2 separate regions of the Pan troglodytes genome follow, and region 2 is linked to region 1. A link is a contact called in public HiChIP or PLAC-seq data. All regions are on one chromosome and are shown on one strand. The core of a region is the stretch at or near the end of the contact, and the rest is flanking DNA. Distances in the headings are between cores, read along the strand shown.

Region 1 (6,237 bases), core at 527-3,026:
ATTTAGGGATTAAGGCAATGCTTTACAATGCTATGATCCACGAATGAAAACATATATTCGAGGGAGTGGGAGGGAACCTAATGAGTCTTCAACGAGTTTAAGCCCTGGTAAACTATGTTCAACTACCATTACAGGCAGGCAATAGCTAAATGCACCAGCAATTTGAAGTCTGTGGTATTGTAGATACAAAAAGGTTTACATGAAAGGAACATGAATTTGAAAATAGATACATGAAAGTAAGTTACATAAATTAACGAATTCAGGCATTCACAGTACTTCAGCACAAAGGCCAGGAAAGATTTAAAAGCATTCCCATACACTGCACTGGTGCACTGTAGCAGGAGCTGGTGAAAAAAGACAAAATCCCTGCAGTCAGCGTTTGCTTATAGAAATCTGAAGTTGATATCTTCATAAAAATCTTAAATTCCTCTACTGTTGCCCATATTCCCAGCAGAACCACTAGACAAAGCAAACTAGGTTTTGCAGTTACACATAACTCACATCCTGCTTTGTCCTCTTGAACCAGGATCCCAGTCAACAAAACCCAAACATTCCCACAAATCTACTTAGATGTGTATTATCTACAAATAAAGCTTACAGAAAGGAAAAAGTGACTTTCTATGCTTATCGGTATAGATGTTATGGAATTAAAAAAAAAAAGCCTCTTTGTTTCACCTTCGCCAGCGTTAAAATCCGTTCTTTTCATAACCCACCTTTCGCCGATGTGCTGCAGAATTTCACGAATGCACCACACACCAAGGACAGAACAAAGAGCTCCTCTTAATAACAGAGGCGCACAGTGCCCTTAGAAGATGGCATGGTATTTATCGATGGCTGCTTCTGCTCTAAATTAGCACGAACAGGAGGACTCCTCTTCAACTAGCTCCACCGGGGAATACAGGAAGGGGCGGGGATCCTTATTTAAGAGCAGCTGATTTCAGGCCAGCAACTCTCCTCCCTTTGGGGGCTTCGGTTTGGGCTATGCCAATGGGTTTCTTCACACAAGATCTCACGACACCTTAAAACGGCTCGCCAATGGAAGGATCCTCGCCCCACAAAGAGATAACTAGGGCAGAGCTGTTACACAACCGATACCCGACGGCGAAAGCCAGCCCGAGGAGTCCCCCAGGAGTCTGACTTGGGAGCTACATCTTCGGCAGACGAGAAGCACTTTTGCTCGAGAATTGTTTTACGCGCCCCTCTACCAACTGCGGAATCGCTCGCCTGCGAAAACGGAAGGAGGGGCGAGGACAGAGAAAGAGGGGCGCGATCCACAGGGCGCGGGGTTCGACCCCGGGAACCAGGGGCCCGAGCCCCGGACCACCTCCCACCGTCGTCCGTCACTCCCACAGAGGCGGTACCTGTTTCCGCATGTTATTCATGACGCCCATGAAACCCGCCAACAATTTAGCTTCTTCCCGAGCAGCAAGTTTCTTCTCGGTCTTCTTCTTGCTGCTCTTCTCCACCCCAGAGGCTGCCATCCTCCCTCAGCTCGGTTCACGCCCAGGGCTCGCCGGGCCGGGCGAGGGGTCGCACTCTCTGGGCACACTGGGGATTCTATCGACCAAACACGGCGATCGGCAGTGCAGCTGCAGCGCCCAGCTCTGGAACGCGCGGCAGGCGGCGGTGGCTCGGCCACTGCCGAAAGACAAGGCCGGGCGGCCCCCTTAGAAGCGCTCAGGGAGCGACGCTACTAACTGGGCTGCGTCCCCGGGCAGAACCCAAGCCCTGCCCAGGAGCCTGCGCACTTCGCGCAAGGAGGCGGGGGCACTATGAAGAGAGTCAGGGGCGGGGCCTGACACGTCACAGTGGCGCGCCGTTCCGAGCAATGAGACTGCAGGCACAGGTGCGGCCGGATTCCCTGTCGCTGTCCCGCGCTGAGTGAATTTTGCCTCGGAGCTGGTCCGAGGTCGCGCCTGCTCTTTTGTATGTCCAAGGCAGATTTCCAGGTTTCGGTTACGTGATTATCTTTTTTTTTTTTTTTTTGATAATTGGGCGATGGAACATGCAAAGGTGTCTCCCATCAGTGTAAGGCTTCATGGGACAGGGTCGGTGTTCAGTGCAGTATGTGAGCCTGGTGTATGGTAGGCGCTCAATAAATATTAAATGATGAAAGGATATTACTGCAAGTTAAAGTCTTGTTACACGGAGCACAAGATTTATTTTCGTGGGATTCATAACGCAAGAGCACGCAGTCCCGTTGGTGTCTCCTTGGCGTGCAATGAATGTCTGCCTAACTAGGCTGGCTTACTGTGTGTTTACAACTGAAATCAGTTGTCAGTCGGTTCTAGAAATCTTCAGTTAGGCTTCTCTAAGTGTTTTTACGGGAACACGGAACTCAATCACAGCCCTCATGGAAATGTTTTTTGTAACCATATTCTTTCTACTGTATAGTAATATACAGGATTATTTGAAATTGTACATTATTTAACATTATGAAAACTTTATATCTCATTGGTTTTCCTCCTCGGTCTATATAGGACTATACAGAGACATTTTATGTAAAATAATTTACACCATTGAGGCATTTTTTTTTTTTTAGAGGCAGGGTCTCGGCCCTGTCGCCCAGGCTGGGGGTGCAGTGCAGTGGCTAATCATAGCTCACTGAAGCCTCAGCACTCCTGGGCTCAAGCAATCCTCCCATCTCAGCCTCCCAAGTAGCTGAAACTACAGGCGTGCAACACCACTCTGGGCTAAGTTTTAATTTTTAAAATTTTTTGTTGTTGTTGGTGGTGGTGGTGGAGAAGAGGTCACACTATGTTGCCCAGGCTTGTCTCGAACTCCTCGTGTTATGCAATCCTCCCACCTAGGCCTTCCAAAGTGCTGGGATTACAGGAATGAGCTGCCAGGCCTGGCCCACAGTATACTTTTCTTGTTGAGGACAAACAATATAGCATAATCCAGATGAAAGAGCAAGCTGTATATACGCCTCAATTTTTACAAAAGAGTAAGATACTTATGTCTCTGTACTCTTTATCTTTCTTCTATTAATCTAGAGGTTCTCAGATGTGCCTCTATTTTAACTAGTTGATTTGGGGATTTCAGGTGAACCCTGGCAATAGGAATAATTTATTGTTAATAGAAATGAGAAAATTTTTCATTCACTTTATTAAATGACCCAGGACACTGAAGAAAAACAGAATAAAGTTTTTTCTTTTTTTTTAATTGAAAAGAAGGAGAAATCTGTCTTCTAACTCTAAGGCCTTGGGAGATGAAGGATCCGTGATTCTAAGGCAGAAATGTAAGTGGTGAAAAAGAATGCTGTCCTGTAATAAGGCAAAAAAGAAACGAGGAACAGCATACTTAGTGCTTGATGTTAGAACAGTCTTTTTACATATTGCTGAATATAAAACATCAAAGTTCATGGAAGAGCCATAGGATTCAGAGCTCAAAGAGGCCACAGAGATTAAGCATGAGACTTTGCCTGGATGCAAAGTCAAACATCTCAACTTTCTAGTTGTGCAACTTTGGGCAAATTGCTTAACTTCTGTTATGCCTCAGTCTCCTTATCTGTGAAAGTAGAACCTACCACATGGAACTGGCGTAAGGTTTATAAAAATGCTTAGAGGGGTGCCAGCACAAGACACTTAAAATTACTTTACTGAGTTAATAATACACACATACTTCAGAGATATTTTGGGTTCTGTTCCAGACCACCACATAAAGTAAATATCGCAGTAAAGTGAGTCACACAAATTTTTTGGTTTCCCAAAACATATGCAAGTTATGTTTACACTATACTGTGGTCTATTAAGTGTGCAATAATATTATGTCTGCAAAAGCAATGCACATACCTTAACTAAAAAGTGCTTTGTTGCCAAAAAGTTGCTAATGATCATCTAAGCCTTTGCAAGTTGCAAGTTTTAAATTTATTTTTATTTTTATTTCTATTTTTTTTAAGAGATGGAGTCTTGCTGTGTTCTCCAGGATTGAGTACAGTGGCTATTCACAGATGTGATCATACTACACTACAGCCTCAAACTCCCGGGGTCAAGCAGTCCTCCTGCTTCAGCCTCCTGAGGAGCTGGGACTACAGGTCCACATCACCATGCCCACTAGATTCACAGTCATTTTGCTTGTGGAAGGTCTTGCCTCAATGTTGATAGGTGCTGACTGATCAGGGTCAGGTTGCTGACTGATCAGAATGGTAGTTTCTGAATGTTGGGAATGGCTATGGCAATTTCTTAAAATAAGACAACAATGAAGTTTGCTGCATTGATTGACTCCCTTTCACAAAGGATTTCTCCATATCATGCAATGCTGTTTGATAGCATTTTACCCATAGTAGAACTTCTTTCAAAATTGGAGTCAATTCTCTCAAACCTTGTCTCTGCTTGGTCAACTAAGTTTATGCACTATTCCACATCCTTTGTTGTCATTTCAACAATATTTCCAGAGTCTTCACCATGAATAGATTCCTTTTCAAACAACCACTTTCTTTGCTCAGCCACAAGAAGCAACTCTTCACCCATTCAAGTTTTATCATGAGATTGCAGCAATTCAGTCACATCAAATTCCACTTCTAATTCTAGTTGTTTTTCTATTTCCACTACATCTGCAGGTACTTTCTCCACAGAAATTTCAAACCTCTCAAAGTCATCCGTGAGGGTTGGAATCAACTTCCAAATTTCTGTGAATGTTGATATTTTGACCTCCTCCTAATCACAAATGTTCTTAATGGCATCTAGAATGGTGAATCTTTTCCAGAAGGTTTTCTGTGTGCTTTGCCCAGTTCCATCAGAAGAATCACTGTCTGTGGTAGCTCTAGCCTTATTAAATGTATATTTTAAATAATAACACCTAAAAATCAAAATGACTCCTTGATCCATGGGCTGTAGAATAGACATTGTGTTAGCAGTCATGAAAACAAGATTAATCTCCTCATATAGCACCATTATAGCTCTTGGGTGACCACGTGCATTGTCAATGACCAGTAATATTTTGAAAGGACACTTTTTTTTTTGAGCAGTAGGTCTCAACAGTGGACTTAAAATATTCAGAAAGCTGTGTTGTAAACAGATGTGCTGCCAGCTAGGCATCATTGTTCCATTTATAGAGCACTGGTAGAGCAGATTTAGCATAATTTGTCAGGACCCTAGGATTTTTGGAATGGTAAATGGGCACTGGCTTCAACTTCAAGTCACCAACTGCATTAACTCCTAATAAGAAGAGTCAGCCTGTCCTTGAAAGTTTGAAAACAGGCATGGACTTCTCCTCTCTAGCTATGAAAGTCTTAGATGGCATCTTCCTCCAATAGAAATTGTTTCATGTACATTGAAAATCTGTTGTTTGGTGTAGCCACCCTCTTCGATGATCTTAGCTAGATCTTCTGGATAACTTGCTACAGTTTCTACATCAGCACTTGTTGCCTTACCTTACACTTTTATGTTATGGAGATAGCTTCTTTCCTTAAACCACAGGAACAAACCTCTGCTATCTTCTAGATTTTCTTGGGCAACTTCCTTACTTCTTTCAGCTTTCATAGAACTGAATAGTGTTAGGATCTTGCTCTGGGTTAGGTTTTGGCTTAAGGGAATGTGGTAGCTGGTTTGATTTATTTAGACCACTAAAACTTTCTTCATGTCAGCATTAAGGCTGGTTTGCTTTATTATCATTTATGTGTTCACTGGAGTAGCACTTTAAATTTCCTCCAAGCTTGTTTGCTTTTCATTCACAATGTGGCTGTTTGGTGCCAAGAGGCCTAGCTTCCCAGTCCTGGCTTTCAACATGCCTTCCTCACTAAGCACAGTCATTTCTAGCTATTTATTTAAAGTTAGAGATGTGCAACTCTTCTTTCACTTGAACACTTAGAGGCTATTGTAGGGTTATTACTTGGCTTAATTTCAATATTGTTGTGTCTGGAGGAATAGAGAGGCCTGGGGACACAAAGAGAAATGGGGAACAGCTGGTCACTGGAGCAGTGAGAACACACGCAACATTTATTGATTAAATTCGCTGTTTTATGGGCTCGGTTCATGGTGCTCCAAAACAATTATAATAGTAACATCAAACATCACTGTTCACAGGTCACCATAACAGATATAATGATAATGATAATAATAATAATGTTTGAAATATTGCAAGAATTACCAAAATGTGACTCAGAGAAACAACAAAGTGAGCACATGCTGTTGGTAAAATGGTACTGATAGACTTGATCCATGCAGGGTTGCCACAAACGATTAATTTGCAAAACAAACAAACAAACAAACAAAAGAACATGCAGTATCTGTGAAG
Region 2 (6,358 bases), core at 583-3,082, 360 kb before region 1:
TAAAATAAATCCATAATTTTTGATATTTACATTTTGCATACCACAGAGGCCAAAAGAAAGAATACATTTCTTCTTTAGAACTAAAGTTATTTTAAAAAAAAAGAAAAAAATGCTTTTAAAAAGTTCAACCTAACCGTAAAGAAAAATTTTACCAAAACGTTCTTTCAAGGCTGAGCTCTTAATTCAGTTACAAATACTGTAACACAAAAACACGTCTGTCCCCCTATTTTATAAAGTAACAACATTTCATTAAATTAAACGTGAATGAAATTATTGTGAAAGTGTGTTTACGTTTAAAATGTTGGATTCGCTTGGCAGGAAAGAAAAACCTGTAAGAAAGAACAGTTGCATTTAAAATGGATGATCTGACACCTTCCGGTTCCTTAACACAAAATTACAAAGTAAGTTCCCTTTAAAAGACAAAATGTAAATACTCTTTATATCATGCAACAATTCCCATGTTTAAGTCTACCATTCACCTTTTAAATGAAAAATACACATTTTAAAATGCTAACAACGGTTTTGATAGAGAAGCAAGGCTGTATCAATTACCGAAGATGTTTCCAGTGTAAATCATAATATTTCCTCTATTCAGGATACCTTTTTTCTACCAGTAAGAGTACCAAGTCATTAAAGATTCTTGTCTATATTTTCATGTTATATAGAATTTCTTTCACTTAAAAAATTAGAATTTTCTATCTTTTCCATAGAATACCTGTTAAAAATATACCTGTTAAAAACACACAAGTATCTGGTGCAAATGAAACCTTTGAGTGGAGTACACAATCTTTAAACGACAGTTGGAGATTCCACTAGAACCCCAGCACTGCCTTCGTTTCCGTATTGCTCGTCTCCAGTTCACATTTTGTTGGCCCACAAGGCTCCACCGGGCCCAAATCCTCCCCCGACAACCACCATTGTACTCATTACATATAAAGAAAATTATGTATGGCTCTCATGGCCAAATCCAGGCAGAAAAGAGGCAGAAAGAGACTCGAACAATTTTTCAAATGCGAATACCACCTAGGGGTAATGCACGACGGTCTTCCAGTTTTAAGTCTCAAGTTCTCCAACTAAAATTACTTAAATAAAAGTACCAGCCTACTCCACTCCTCCCCCTTTAAAAACTACAGGAAGAGAGGGTTTCCCTTTACCGACTTTTCCCACTTTGACTTCTCTCCTCCAGCGGCCCAGGCCCCCGACGACCCCAGCCCCTAGCCAGAAACCTCCGCCCCTGCACTCCCCTCCCCCACCAGTGGCCAAGCCCGCCCCCGGCCTCATTTATCCTGGAGCCTTTTCTGAATCGCGCAACCAATGGCAAACGCGAAGCCGAGAGCCACCGCGAGCGCAGGCGGAGGCGGAGGAGGTGTCGCCCAGACACCCGCCCAGGACGCTGCGGGATCCCATCCCCCACCACCCCGGGCCCGGGCCGCCCCCACTCGCGCGGTGCCCGGGGCCCGAGAAGGGCGCACGGGGTGGGGCGCGTCGTCCGCCTGTCTTGCCCCCACCGCCTGCCCCCCTCACCCACTCCCCCACCCCTCCTCGCAGCATTTCCGTCCATGCCAGCCTTAGAAACGTGCCTGCGGCTTTGCTGGGGTTACACTTCTAATGCCATTAAAGCCACCAGGCGAGTTCGGGATTGTGACTCTGGTTTTGTTGTTAATAACCTATTTTGAAAAATCGAATGATTAAAACTACGGTAACTAGAGCTGAGGAACTGCCTGTTAGTACCTCTGCCCATTTCCTCATTAAAAAAAAAAATCAATATTCCAGCCCTCCCTCCCAGGATCCGCCCAGACCAGATAACCCTTTAGAAACTCGAGTTGTGACCGTCAGCGCCCCGCTTGGTGCCGGCTGCGGTTCCTTTAGCATTTTCCTTCTTCCTCCTCCCCCTTCTCAGAGTCCCTCTCCCAATCTCGTTTCCCCTCCCCCTCTTCCTCTCGCTCGCTTTTTTCTCCGAAACCCACTCTAATTGAGGCTCTGGGATTCCTCACGTGAGACGTTGATTTGTAGTTTGAACACGTGGCTCATTCAAAAAGCCGGACACACGGAGCGGATTTTTTCCGCCTCCTGCGCCTTCCTCCCTCCTCCTCCTCCTCCTCCTCTCCCCTCCCTCCTGCCAGTCACCCTTCTGGGTTTTTTATGGGGAGGCGGCGCCTGCCTCACGTAGTGTGATATTTTCACAGTCCGCTGGCCGAAGCCAAAGGGGTTGGGAAGGAAGAGACAAAAAGTAGTTTTTTCCCCTCCTCCTCCTCCTTTCTCTTGCTAATCCCGCCTCCTCCTAAGACTTAGGAAGACTGGTGGATGCGTTTGGGTTGTAGCTAGGCTTTTTCTTTTCTTTCTCTTTTAAAACACATCTAGACAAGGAAAAAACAAGCCTCGGATCTGATTTTTCACTCCTCGTTCTTGTGCTTGGTTCTTACTGTGTTTGTGTATTTTAAAGGCGAGAAGACGAGGGGAACAAAACCAGCTGGATCCATCCATCACCGTGGGTGGTTTTAATTTTTCGTTTTTCTCGTTATTTTTTTTTAAACAACCACTCTTCACAATGAACAAACTGTATATCGGAAACCTCAGCGAGAACGCCGCCCCCTCGGACCTAGAAAGTATCTTCAAGGACGCCAAGATCCCGGTGTCGGGACCCTTCCTGGTGAAGACTGGTTACGCGTTCGTGGACTGCCCGGACGAGAGCTGGGCCCTCAAGGCCATCGAGGCGCTTTCAGGTGGGCCCGGGCCTGGCCCCACCCGGGCTCTCGCCCCAGCCCTGCACCGCCCGCCCAGGCCCACCGGGTGGCTCCGCGGGCCCCAGGCCCGGCGCGCTGGGGGAGCGGGGGTGAGGCCTGAGCGCCCACACCCACGCGCGTGGGGGCCGGGGCTCTCCTCAGCTCCGGCTCCCACTCCGGCCCGCGGCTCTGCTTCCCCGGCCGGGGTTTGCTGGGTGAGGGCGGACGCGCTGTCAAGAAAGCCCCGGCGCTGGCTAAGGGGGGCGCGGGGCTGGGGGAGGCGCGCTCCCCCGGCGCCCCGCCCGGGCCCAGGCGCGTGCTCCAGGCCCCGGCACGCTGGGCCTCGGGGCCGAGCTAGAATGCCCGCCTGTGCCTCGTTCCTTCCTGCTTTCCTCGGTCGTTATTTACGGCGCTGTCTGTGCTGCGCCCCGAAACCCCCGGCCGTGGAGAACGGAAAGTGGCCTCGACCGTGCTGCCGAGTGAGACCGCGAGGCTGGTGCTTCGCACAGGCGGCCCCGCGCTTCCTCCCCACCCTGTGGGAGGAGAGAGTGTGTGCCCGGTTTCCCCGTTCCACCTCCCCTGGTCCGACGAGCGATAGGGGCAGGTGGGCGGGGGCGGCTGGTCGCCTGGAAGGGAGTCGCCGCCACGCACCGGCCGCCCGCCGCTCTCCGGGCCCTGGCGCGGGGCTGCGGCCTCCGGGTATGGCTCCGCCAGGGCGAGGGACGGTGCCGGGCGGAGCAGGACGCCCAGGGGGAAGGCTGCGTTGGGGTCCCCATGGGAGCCCCGTGCCTTTCGGCTTCCCTTTTAATCAATTCAGACGTGGTGCGGGCGCCTCGCCGTCCTTCGCGCCTGGTTCAGCCTGTGCCGAGCTGCGCCTCTGCCAGTTCTCCCGTTCGTGGTCTCCCCTGCCGTCCCCGACCCTTTCCCGCCACTCCCTGTCTTCCTCAAGCCCACCGCTGAGTGTTCCCGGCGGGTCTGGGCTGAAGCAGAGGGCAGGGCCAGGGCGCCCCCTCCTGAAGAAAGCCAGGGGAGCCCCCTGCCCCGAGTCTGCCCTGTGGAGCGTGTCCAGGGCGGTGAGAGGGTGGGCCGCGTCCCTCTTGCGGGCCTCGTGGTGTTGGTGGCCCCCAGGGGTGGGTGGGGGAGGCTTGGAGACTGGACTGATACCCAAGTAGTGGGCCCGCCAGCGGCCCCTGCTCCCCAACCATCTGCGAGTTAAATGCCCACGCCGCTCGAGGGGGTCGGCTTCTCCCTCCGCCTGGAGCCGCGTCCGGGCCTCGGGGGCCCTTCGAGGGCCTCAGGAGGCCATTTGTGTCGCCGCTTGGGCAGTGCGGGTCTTCGGGCAGGGAGAGCCGCTGAACTCGGCCGACCGTCTCACTTCTTGTGTGTCCGCAGGTAAAATAGAACTGCACGGGAAACCCATAGAAGTTGAGCACTCGGTCCCAAAAAGGCAAAGGTGAGCTGCTGCTTCTGTTTGCCCCGATTCTGTTCTCACTCCGTTATTGGGTGGAGAGACTCAGCTGAGAACTTCTTGTCCTCTGGTGCTTACCCCCTGCCGTGTGGCGTGGTGTTCCGGTCTTTTCTCCTTGCTTTTAAGTTTATGGCGGGGGTGTGTGTGTTGATGATGCTGGGCAGGAATTGAAAGCTTTTCTGTGGCCTCTGCCGCGGGATTATGGTTATTGGTTACAAAATCTCTCGAAAGCTCACAGCTGAATGTCCTCGGTCCGAGCGGGTCAAATTGCTCCTACGGGAAATGGGTCCCAACAAGCAGTTTGGGGGGTTTGCAGGGCTTGGGAAGCAGCGGATGATTCCCCCACCCCTCCAGGAGCAGGAGAGGCGAAAGCAGCTGCGGACACGCGGGGGTCCCTCCTTTCCTTCTCTGTCCGGGGTTGGGAGGCCGTGGGCGCGGCCGACTGGAGAGGAATTTGCCTCTGCCCTGTGAGCTCGCCAGGGGTATTGGAACGCGTGCGTAAACGCTGGGGCCTCTCTGGCCCAGAAGTGCCTTTGAGTCACTCCAAAGTTCTACAGGTTCCTGCAATCAGCACCTTTGTCTCCCCGCTTTCCACCCCACTACTCCTGGGTACATTTTTGCTTACAACCACCAAAAGATGAAGACAGGAAGATTCGTACTACTTAAGGAGGGGGATTTCTCGTCTCCGAGATCATGTGTGTAGTATGTCGCTTTACAGAATGTTTGTAGACTGTTTTAGCCTCTGAAGCATTTTGGAGACATGGCTCTTTCCCTTTTTCTTTTTCTTATGAAGCCTTGTGGAGCAGTGGAGACTCCTTTCCTTTCGCTAGAGCAGGCCGGATTCCGGCTCTATTTTTTTGTTTTGTTTTGTTTTTTAAAACCTTCAGCCAACTCACACCATAGGTTCCGGCTCTAACTGCAACTGGAAAGGCACTGCTCCCTCCCAGTCGCACCGGGGTGGGCCTCTAAGCCTTTCTGGATTTTGCATGGTGGGGTTAGGGTTTCTGCCTGCCCCTCTCCCATCCCCCCAGCTCCCAACCTGAGCCAAACAATAAGCCGAAAGTTAATTTAAATCAGGGCTGCGTGTATCTGGTTAGATATTGGTGAGAGAGTGTGTGCTGGAGAGCAGGAGGGTTTGCTATGCATTTCTCTGGTGCTGTGCAGAAATAGATGGCTACAAAACATCTCATCTGTATGCCTGTGTAGATTTCAGCTCTCTTCCCAGGCAAAGCATTTTCACAAATCTTGTTTTTAAGGATGAGTTGGTTTGGATTTTTCTTGTTCTCATACTTAAATTTCATTAAGATAATTGAAAGGGATTTGAGTGACCTGATAGATTTAGTTCTAGTTGGGAATTTTGGTAGGGGTCACATGATTTTCATATAAATTGAGCTTGGTTTAACAAGAATTGAAAATCGAGGGAGAAGTCATATTCCCGTAAAAAGAAGCTTAAAGCCATAGCCTGAATTGGTTAGGAAAAAAACATAAGCCCATTTTACAAATTCTAATTGTTATTATGTTTGGTCAGTATGTCTTAATTTTGTTAAAATGTTGAATAAATAAGCAAATGGTTGTGCCTCAAGGACTGGCATTTTAACATTTGAGAGAGTTTCTAAATTTAAAAATGAAATGTTTTGGATTTTTACAATTCATCGAGCTACATGTAAATACAGATTACTGTGCCTTCCCCTGCTGCTTTGCTTTTGCTAACCGATGGGAATTTCTCCCCAGGTGTAGGGGATTAATTTAAAAACATTACCTGTTAACAACTGCCTGTTTTATTCTTAAAGGCTTTTGCTTAGTCCAAAAGCATATATATACTTAGTTACTTGTTACTTTATAATAAACAGGAGTTCCTCTTTAGGAAAGCACATAAGGTAAGATGTCACCAGTGACAGCAAGTATTTATCAATGTATCTTCAGTTTATTAACAATGTAGATTAAATTTTCAAGTTCATTTTTCAAGTTCATTTTTAACAATGTAAATTGAATTTTCAAGTTCATTAAAATGCTCAGGATTTTAAATGATACAGTACTATCTTACTAACAAAGTAAACAGGGATGAGAACATTGGAGATTTTTTTTACTGATAGAACAATCATGTTCCTTGCTTGTGTTGAAATGTCTTAAAAGTAGAGCCTTTGGCCGGGCGCAGTGGCTCACGCCT

The links. HiChIP or PLAC-seq counts read pairs in DNA pulled down with a chosen protein or histone mark.
Region 2: an H3K4me3 HiChIP or PLAC-seq map of stem cell-derived excitatory neurons shows a contact between it and region 1, with 3 times the contacts expected there. The contact joins the promoter of IGF2BP3 here to the promoter of KLHL7 in region 1. A contact is called at or near these places in 1 of 7 Hi-C or Micro-C datasets (stem cell-derived neural progenitor cells) and 1 of 1 datasets of contacts at active chromatin or transcription factors (stem cell-derived excitatory neurons).

What each region holds. Positions count from the first base shown.
Region 1 is chr6:28,926,706-28,932,942 of NHGRI_mPanTro3-v2.0_pri, reverse strand. KLHL7 (kelch like family member 7) reads right to left here and starts at 1,776. Exons shown (of 11, transcript XM_527686.8): 1 at 1,362-1,776. The coding sequence starts at 1,481. It overlaps LOC134810416 (a long non-coding RNA gene), which reads left to right and starts at 1,824. Exons shown (of 3, transcript XR_010158360.1): 1 at 1,824-1,926; 2 at 3,174-3,241.
Region 2 is chr6:29,286,072-29,292,429 of NHGRI_mPanTro3-v2.0_pri, reverse strand. It overlaps IGF2BP3 (insulin like growth factor 2 mRNA binding protein 3), which reads left to right and starts at 1,832. Exons shown (of 15, transcript XM_001157593.7): 1 at 1,832-2,723; 2 at 4,116-4,176. The coding sequence starts at 2,549.